Linked DNA regions of Mus musculus: region 2 is linked to region 1. Evidence: chromatin contacts called from public promoter capture Hi-C data. All regions are on one chromosome and are shown on one strand. The core of a region is the stretch at or near the end of the contact, and the rest is flanking DNA. Distances in the headings are between cores, read along the strand shown.

Region 1 (4,120 bases), core at 783-3,282:
TGGCTGTTATTGATTATCTTTTCACTCTGGAGTCTAAACATCTGAGTCTGAGATGAATGTAATTCTTGGTACTGGTATCTGGTGTTGGTGTTGCATTGCTTGGATTCAGTTGCCCTCTCTGGTTCTTAGGAGAGTGTGACAGCTGTGGGTTGCCTGGCAAGAAATGCTTCTGAGATTCTCCTAAGAGGATCCGCTGGGGGATCCTAGTAGAATATGTTTCTAGGTATTGGGAGCTGACTCCAAGGAATGGGGATGGGCTAGAAGGGGTGGGGTGGGGTTCTGAGAAAGTCCATAGGTGGTAGGAAATCTGGAGGTGCCACAGGCATCTGCATAGATGCTGGGAATGGGTGCAGACTGGAAGGAGAAGGCTGCAGAAGACAGGAAAGGGAGGCTGCAGAAGATGTTCTGCTATAAAGCCATGGATAAGAGGAGGGGAGGAGGGGGAATGAAGGCTGCCTACCTGATTTCCTGGACAGTGTAGTCCTGTTTGTTTTTTGAGACAAGGTCTCTCTAGGTAGTCCTGGTTGGCCCTGGAACTCAGAGAAATCCTCTTGTCTCTGCTTCCTAAGTACTGAGATTAAAGGTGTTCAGTAACATGTTTGGCTTCAAAATGAGAAGTTTAAAAAAGTAAGATCTGGATCAAATGGAATTACAAGAGGGTTTGAAGTCACTGGTAGTAGGCAAGCGTCTATTTTCTGACCAAGATCTTACAGAACTGATGAGAGAATGAGGTCTTATGTACAAAGTGGGGCTGAGGGTTTAAAATAACATATGCTTCTCCATTGTGGTTAGAAATAACGGTCTGACATTGAAGATGGCTTAATAAATGGGTGTCAGATCATCCAAGCAGATCCCGATGTATCCAGAGAGACAGGAATGTGGGGGGTTAACTTCAAAGCATTTTAGGTTGTTTTCAGCTCCCGACTTCTTGTCCCAAGTAAATTCAGCATTTCTGAGACCCTCAGTGCAGTATTGGGGATGTCTAATCAATGTGTAAGATCATTGCTGTACAAACACGAGGACTTGAATTTGGATCACTGGCGCCCACATAAAAATCCATAGCAACATGCATCTATAAGCCTAGTATTAGGCTGTGGAGACAGAAAGATCCACAAAATTCACCGGTCAGGCGGGTTAGCTGAAATCTGTTAGCTCAGTGTTTAATGAGAACCACTTGAAAACTAAGGTAGATTGAGTGTGATGGTGATGCCTTTGATCCCAGTACTCAAGAGGTTCAGAGTGGTCAGGGCAATGTAGAGTCTCTTTCGCTCTCCTTCACCCTCCCCCTCTCCCTTTCCCTTAAAAAGAGTGAAGAGGAGCCTCAGCATGGTGGTGCCTACCTTTAATCCCAGTATTCCAGAAGCAGAGACAGGCAGACCTCTGAGTTTGCCCGCCAGCTTTATCTACATAGCAAATTCCAGGCCAGCCAAGCAGGTACATAATGAGACCCTGTCTCAAGTAACAAAACACAAACCAAAAAGGTAAAAACAAACAAACAAACACCCTAAAAACAACCAAAAACCAACGCCAAGGTGGAGAGCAAGAGAAACGTGAAGATTGTAGACAGTGACCATCGGTTTCTACCCATATACTCACACAAGAGCACACACACGGTGGTTTAGCCCCCTTCTCTACCCTGCATTATCCTCATACATTTTCGTTCCTTTAAATGTTTTACTTAAGGAATGTTCCTCTATACCCCCTCCCCCAAAATGTTCCATGTAACCTCTCCCAACGGCCCCATTGGTTCCCGTTTCATCTGGGAAAAAAAAAAATTTTTTTTTCACAAAGAAGAGAAACTCGCGCTGCAAGGGACCTTGATCCTTCCCCCTCAGGCCAGATACAATTCTTTACACAGTTCCTTTACTTTTTTCTTATTCCCCTTCTTTGATACTCTGTAGCTCCCTAACTGCTTCTGCTAGCTCATTTTAGTGCGCGGGGGTGGGGGGTGGGGTGGGGGGGCGGGGAGCGGGGGTGGGGTGGGGGGGGACAGGGCTTCTGGCTGTGAGAGTAGTCACGGTCACCCTGAATCAACACTATCCCCACCAGGCACTAATCAGTTCCGTCTCTCCTGCCTCTGCTCCTCCAACTCCCTCCACCTTCCTCCGTTTTACTCTGCAACCAAATCATCTGCTTACAGGTTTGTAACAGTTATTTTTCAAAAGTCTCTCTAGGAATGCAGGATGGCAGGATCCATCGCAACAGATGAAATTTAAACTCTCCTGCTAAATTACCAGAGGACCTCCTCTTCAACGAACCGAACCGGGAACTACGCCTGTCTGAAAACCACCCTCCTCACCTTAAGTGTCTTATGCGGATAATGAGGTAAAAGAGACAGTAAGAGAAACCTCTTGAAATACTCGGGCACCATCCTCAGAGAGCTTCAGGAAGTCTCTGGAGGTAGCTTTGCTAACATGCCAGTTTTAGTCACTATTGTTTTTCTCTCCTGGGAAGCAAAACTTTAATGAACAGTATTTAACCTGAACAGTCCCACAGTACCACAACCCTGGGGACTCTGATAGCACTTCCTGTCCCAGGCTCTTGGCCAAGGCTTACTCAACTGGCTCCCTCTCTGCAATGGACAGATTCTCCTGTAGGCAACACTCATTTGAGCTTCAGTCCCTTGACCTCAGTATTTTAAGTTCTATTAAAATTAAAATGAATAGTCATATGACATTTTAAGTTAGGCTTTGAGAATTGGCTGTCATTGAACTTTTTGAGAATAAATCAGATTAGTGAAAAAGAGTGAAGTTATGCTGCAAATTCTAGACCAGGTACTATCTTAAAGGCAGATTTTTCAAAAATTATATTTAATTGTTTTTATCTTTTATATGTGCAAGTGCACAGTGTATGTGTGTGTGTGTGCGTGTGTGTGTGTGTGTGTGTGTGTGTGTGTGAGTGTGTGTGTGTGTAGATGAGAAGGCAAGCTGTGGGAGTCAATTCTCTCCTGTATGTGTCTGGAGGGTAGAACTCAGTTGTCAAAATAATCTTACTCCCTTCATTTCCAACTACAGGTAATAAACCTTCATACACAGGTTTATTAGAGGGATTTCTTATACCTGTGTTTGATGAAAGACAAACTTAAATCTCTAAGTAAGGAATTGGATTATTTATTTATTTATTTATTTATTTATTTATTTGTATTTTTTGCTGCTAATCCCCTTTCAGGGGCCTGCTTCAATCTCTCTAGAATATACTGTCCACACATGTTTGCTTCACTGTGGCAAGTGAAAATCTGCTTATACTGCCTGTGTCTTCCAGATACATTTTTTTTCCTGCAAAAAGACACGAAAGAAGGAGAAACTTTCCACTCCTAATGAATATGAGGATCTTGATAAGTCTTGGTGAGCTCAGCCCTTCATTCATTGTAGCACTACTTAGCATCCCTGTGCATTAATACAAACTAAGACGTTAAGCAGCTCCTTCCCCTTTATTAGACTTTCCAACTGTTCACAGGACTTTTTATTTGAAAGGTGGTATATAGTCTTTTTGTATTATGTTAATGTACAAGCATCTGCTAAGATAAATTTATAGAACCACAATTATGGAGTCAGAGAATGCGTGCATTTATACACACCTGGTCCTAACAGGTGCTCTCAACATGCATCCCACACACAGTCTGGCTGGCAATATGACACCTACTTCACCACATAATTTGGCCTTAACCAGTCTATAGATAAAATACAGTGTTTCTGTGGTTTGGAGTATTTTTATTTACTTTGGTTTAGCTATAGTGTGGTCTTTATTGTTGTTGTTGTTTTGTTTGTTCGTTTGCTTATTTGTTTGTAGACAAGACTTCCCTTTGAGGTAGACTAGAGAGCCTCAAATTCGGGTTACTCTTACCTCATGCTTCCAAGTTCTGGCATTGTAGGCATGCACTACCACATCCAATGCACAATCAAAGTTCTTTCCATCACTTCCAGCTGGCAAAACAGCTCAGATGGTCAAGGTGCTAGCTGCCCAAACCAAGAACTGGCACTTGATCCTTGGGACCCACCTGGTGGAAAGCATGCACCAGCTCCTTCAGGTTGTCATCTGTACCTTCCCCTCCCCAGCCTGAAACCTGTTTGCTCAGGTTTCAGTGTTAGAGAGCATCAGGGCAGAGCTTGACGCCCTATCA
Region 2 (4,120 bases), core at 606-3,105, 2.2 Mb after region 1:
TAAATAAAAAAGCAGGGAGGAGAAAAAGAGAGGGAGATAGGAATCCAGAGAAAAAGAGAGACAAAGCCAGGGAAGGAAATGAAAGAAGATTGTGAAAAAGAGGAAGAGACTTGAGAAGTAGATATAGAAGATAGGAGGTGAGGAAGAGAGGTGAATGTAAAGAGGGTCAGCTAGAACAGAGACAGCGGGAGGAGCAGGCATTCAGATATGGGCGAAGAGGAAAACCTCATCAGGGATGATACAAACAGAGAAAGAAAGGGAGAATAAGAAAAGAGCAAGGTAAGAAAAAATGGGTGGAGAGAAAGAAACAAGAAGACGGACATGGAACCTGGGAGCCCCAGAAGACCAGTTCTGTGCTCAGAGCCTCAGGGTGGGTGCAGGTCCTAGGGCTCCTCCCACCTGCCGACAACTGACTTTGGTCTAGTGGCTTCCCCTCTGGGGGCTCCTGTGTGCTGGGAGCGACCTCATTTCTGAGTTGGGAGGTGTTGAGGAGACAGGGTCCTGGTTGGTGTCATTATTCCTTGACCATAGCTATCACCCCAAAGGTTGAGAATGGTTTTGGAAAAGATAGGATTATTCCATGAGACCCATGAGGACTTCTGATACTCAGAAGGCCTTTAACTCAGGCCTGGGATATGAAACCTTTAGGGGTTACAGAAGGGGCTCAGATTGCCAAGACAAACGGGGATACATCCTTTCTGCAGTGCAGAAGTCAGGTCTCTAACCAGATTGTCTTCTCTAAGGGATGTGCCTGGTTGGACCCTGAGTCTGCCGGGGAGGGCTATGGGGTGGAGGAGAACTGTGAGGGTTAGGGACTGAGTCCCTGGGTCTGGACTGAGGAGAATTGAGTGCAAGGCGGCAGGGTCTGCTTCCCTGGATCTGTGGGAGGGAGGGCTGTGACCACTACCCCTTAGTCTAAGGGAGGAAGCTTTGGGACTGAGGGAGGAGGGCTGAGGTCTGGATCTCTGGCCTTGAAAGAGGGGGGCTGGGGCTTAGATTTTGGGGCTGGGACTGAATTCCTGGGTTCCTTGGGGAGGAGGGGGCCGGGGGCCCGGACTCCTGGGTCCTGGCACCCACCCGTAGAACCGACCTTGCGGGGCCTTCGCCGCACACAAGCTCGTGTCTGTGGGTCCGTGTCGGGGGCTCACCATCGCGGCTGGGACCTCCCCGGCCCTCCCCACCCTCCCTACTTCTGGTCTCCCATCAATCCATCTGTCAATCTGCCCACCTGCCGCGCCCCCCGGGCTGAGGTAGGAGGTTGTATAGTTGAGGAAGACACCCGAGGAGATCACTATACGGCCTCCTAGCTTTCCCCAGGCTGCGCCCTGCACTGGAAGGGGCCGGCGGGGACCCCAGGTCCACACCATTGCCCAAGAGTTCTTGATAGGAGCTGGGGTGTCTTCTCTGTTCACATTCTATCCTATCCCTTTTCTTTGCAGTCTCTATGCCATCTTGAGATTTTCGAATTTTCTGTCTCTGTCTCTTATGCCAATGTCTCTAGGGTTCTAGAAGCTTCTGTTTCTCTAGTGCTGTGAATGTATCTCTGTGACACTGGGTTTCTGAGCTTTTTGAGGCATCTCCTGGTTCCTTTCTATCTTCTGGGGCTTAGGGTATCTGTTTCTGTCTCGCTTCCCCGTTCCCACCTCTGGGGAAAAGGGTTTTTCTGGTCCACCATAGCTACACTGCCGGCCTCTGGGTCCCTGAGACCCTTTAACCTGTGAGGACGTCCAGGGTCACAGGTGAGGTTCTTGGGAGCCTGGCGCCTGGCCCAGCCACAAATTTAGGGATTTCAGGTGACCCCTGGCAACCTTCCTCTAGCTGGAGCCTGATGCTTGACCATCATTTGAAACTCAATCTCTGATCACAGGCTCCCCCTCCCCCACAATGACCTCACAAAGGTCACTATCTTCTCCTCAGACCCGGAGACCCTCTGTTATGGGTCTTATTTCCTTAGTAGGGAGCATTGTCCTGTTGTTCCTGCTGATCTTCAGGGCATCCACGTGGGCCTGTCTCTTCTGCTTCACTACCTATGAGGAACGCCTCCGTGTCTGCCAGCTGTTTGTGGGCAGAGAGGAAACCAAGATAAACCTGTGCAGAAATGAGCTTGAAGGGGCTTTTGAAGATCTCAAAGACATGAAAATCAGTGAGGAGCCCCTCCTTCCTGAACCAGGGCCCTGGGGAGGGGAAGGAGATTCCTTGAGCTACTCCAAGAAGAAAAGCCAAGTACAGGATCATGACATAGACACAGAGAAGAGAGACAGGTGGAAACAATGGAAGGAAACAGGTCCAGAGTGGGGTGGAGACAGACAAAACAGTGCCTCAGAGAGAGTCTAAAGACAGTAAGGGAAAGAGATGGAAAAGTAGAAGCATTGCTCAGAGAGAGGATATGGATTGGGAACACAGATGAGTGGGGAGATTAGAGACCTGGAGAGAGGGACAGAGAGCTAGGAATCAATCCAGAGAGATGAGAGACACACAGAGAGTAAGGTACATAGAGATAAGACAGGAACAGAGTCCCAAAGTGAGGGACATAGGTATAGATACAGAGAGTAGTTTCAGGAAGAATAGAGAGACAGTGATCTAGAGATAGGTGGGACAGAGACCAATGGGGTTGGAGTAAAGATGTAGATGAGGAAGCAGATCCAGGGTACCAGGTAACAGGCCTAGAGAGAGAGAGATTAGATGGATGGAGAGATACCAAGATTGAAGGTTTAGGTTAGGGTTAGGGAAACACACACACACACACACACACACACACACACACACACAGAGAGAGAGAGAGAGAGAGAGAGAGAGAGCTCTAGGTGGGGCACATAGAACAATAGACTGGGGCTATAGAATCTGGGATGATCACAGGGCTTGGAGATATTCAGCCATGAGTGGGACATAGAGAACACCATGGAACCAGGTTTGTGCCATGGTGTCTCATCTACCTTCAGACTATGATGAGAGGAGCTACCTGCATGATGAATTTACACAGATGACAGTTTCTCTTCAGGAGAAGGCTGCTAGACGACGGGGTGAGTGTTTTATGGGCATAAGTGGTGGGGAAAGTCATCTTGAGGAAGTGACCCTGGGAACCTGTCTGAGTTAGGTTATTTGTTGAGGAAACTCCAGAGATGAGGGGAGTCAAAGATGGCAAGGAACTGAGGGAAGTAAATAAGTCACAGGGAGTCTGAAGCTTTTGTGGGGTCAAGTACATGTGACCTATCTGGGATTCTCACTGTCAGGACTCTGAAGCCTGGATGTGTTCCTGCCTCTCAACCTGGGTTCCAACTACTCACCTGTAAGATAGTAAATTTCTTAGGCTCTCAGATTGAGTCATTCTTGTCATCTCTGAAGGTGGGACATTCTCATCTCCTAGGGTGAGACATTCTCTTTATCTCCCAGAGAGGTCGGAGCTCATTGGGAAGGAATGGTTCTTTTTTGAGATAGGTGTTATAGAAGATATGATCCCTTCAAACAAAACACACACACACACACACACACACACACACACACACACACACACATTGCTCATGGCTAGTGAAGATAGGAAGAGTGGAGCTAGCCATTCAGGGGAAGACATAGACATAGTCAGGGCCAGACTCTTCCTGGGACATTAGAGAACACCATACACATGTAGCTGTATGGAGCAGACATAAGGATCTGAGGACATGAATTTCAAAAAGATGTGATTAACACTAATCACACCAGATGCTCCCAACTGCTGGGCACACAGTCTCTTAAGTATATTAGATAGGAGTATTATAGCTATGTGAGAATTCCTTTTTGTTTGTTTATTCAATTAAAGGATAAATTGGCCATTCCCACAATCTGGGAGTTCAAGGCTTTTTTTTTTTTTTTTTTTTTCCTCAACTACAATGGTTCATTTTGTTCCCACTAAGTTTTATATCAGAGGCCCCCCCAAACAAAGAAAGGGACCATTTATTCAGGAGTGTCCAGGACTATCCAGAATTTTCTGTGTGTCCAAAGAAAAATCAGAGGAACCTGAGAGATGGAAGGAATGTAGAATGCTGGGATATGGATACTGTTGTTGACTGGACATGTCTCCATATTGAAAACTTGGAAAAATAGACCAAGGGTAGCTTTTGGGAGTAGGAGAGCTCTTTCTAATGTG

The links. Promoter capture Hi-C pulls out the DNA fragments that hold promoters and counts their contacts.
Region 2: a contact with region 1 is called in a promoter capture Hi-C map of pre-B cells, with 6 times the contacts expected there. The contact joins the promoter of Spaca6 here to the promoter of 4933401D09Rik in region 1. A contact is called at or near these places in 4 of 39 promoter capture datasets (cranial neural crest, hippocampal neurons, liver and 1 more), 1 of 115 datasets of contacts at active chromatin or transcription factors (differentiating embryonic stem cells) and 1 of 9 other capture datasets (adipose tissue).

What each region holds. Positions count from the first base shown.
Region 1 is chr17:15,629,756-15,633,875 of GRCm38.p6, forward strand. 4933401D09Rik (RIKEN cDNA 4933401D09 gene) reads left to right here and starts at 2,033. Exons shown (of 4, transcript NR_045431.1): 1 at 2,033-2,140; 2 at 3,262-3,344.
Region 2 is chr17:17,829,120-17,833,239 of GRCm38.p6, forward strand. It overlaps Spaca6 (sperm acrosome associated 6), which reads left to right and starts at 1,856. Exons shown (of 9, transcript NM_001162909.1): 1 at 1,856-2,143; 2 at 2,940-3,020. The coding sequence starts at 1,885. Mir99b (microRNA 99b) reads left to right here and starts at 1,069; the gene lies at 1,069-1,138. It overlaps Mirlet7e (microRNA let7e), which reads left to right and starts at 1,233; the gene lies at 1,233-1,325. It overlaps Mir125a (microRNA 125a), which reads left to right and starts at 1,693; the gene lies at 1,693-1,760.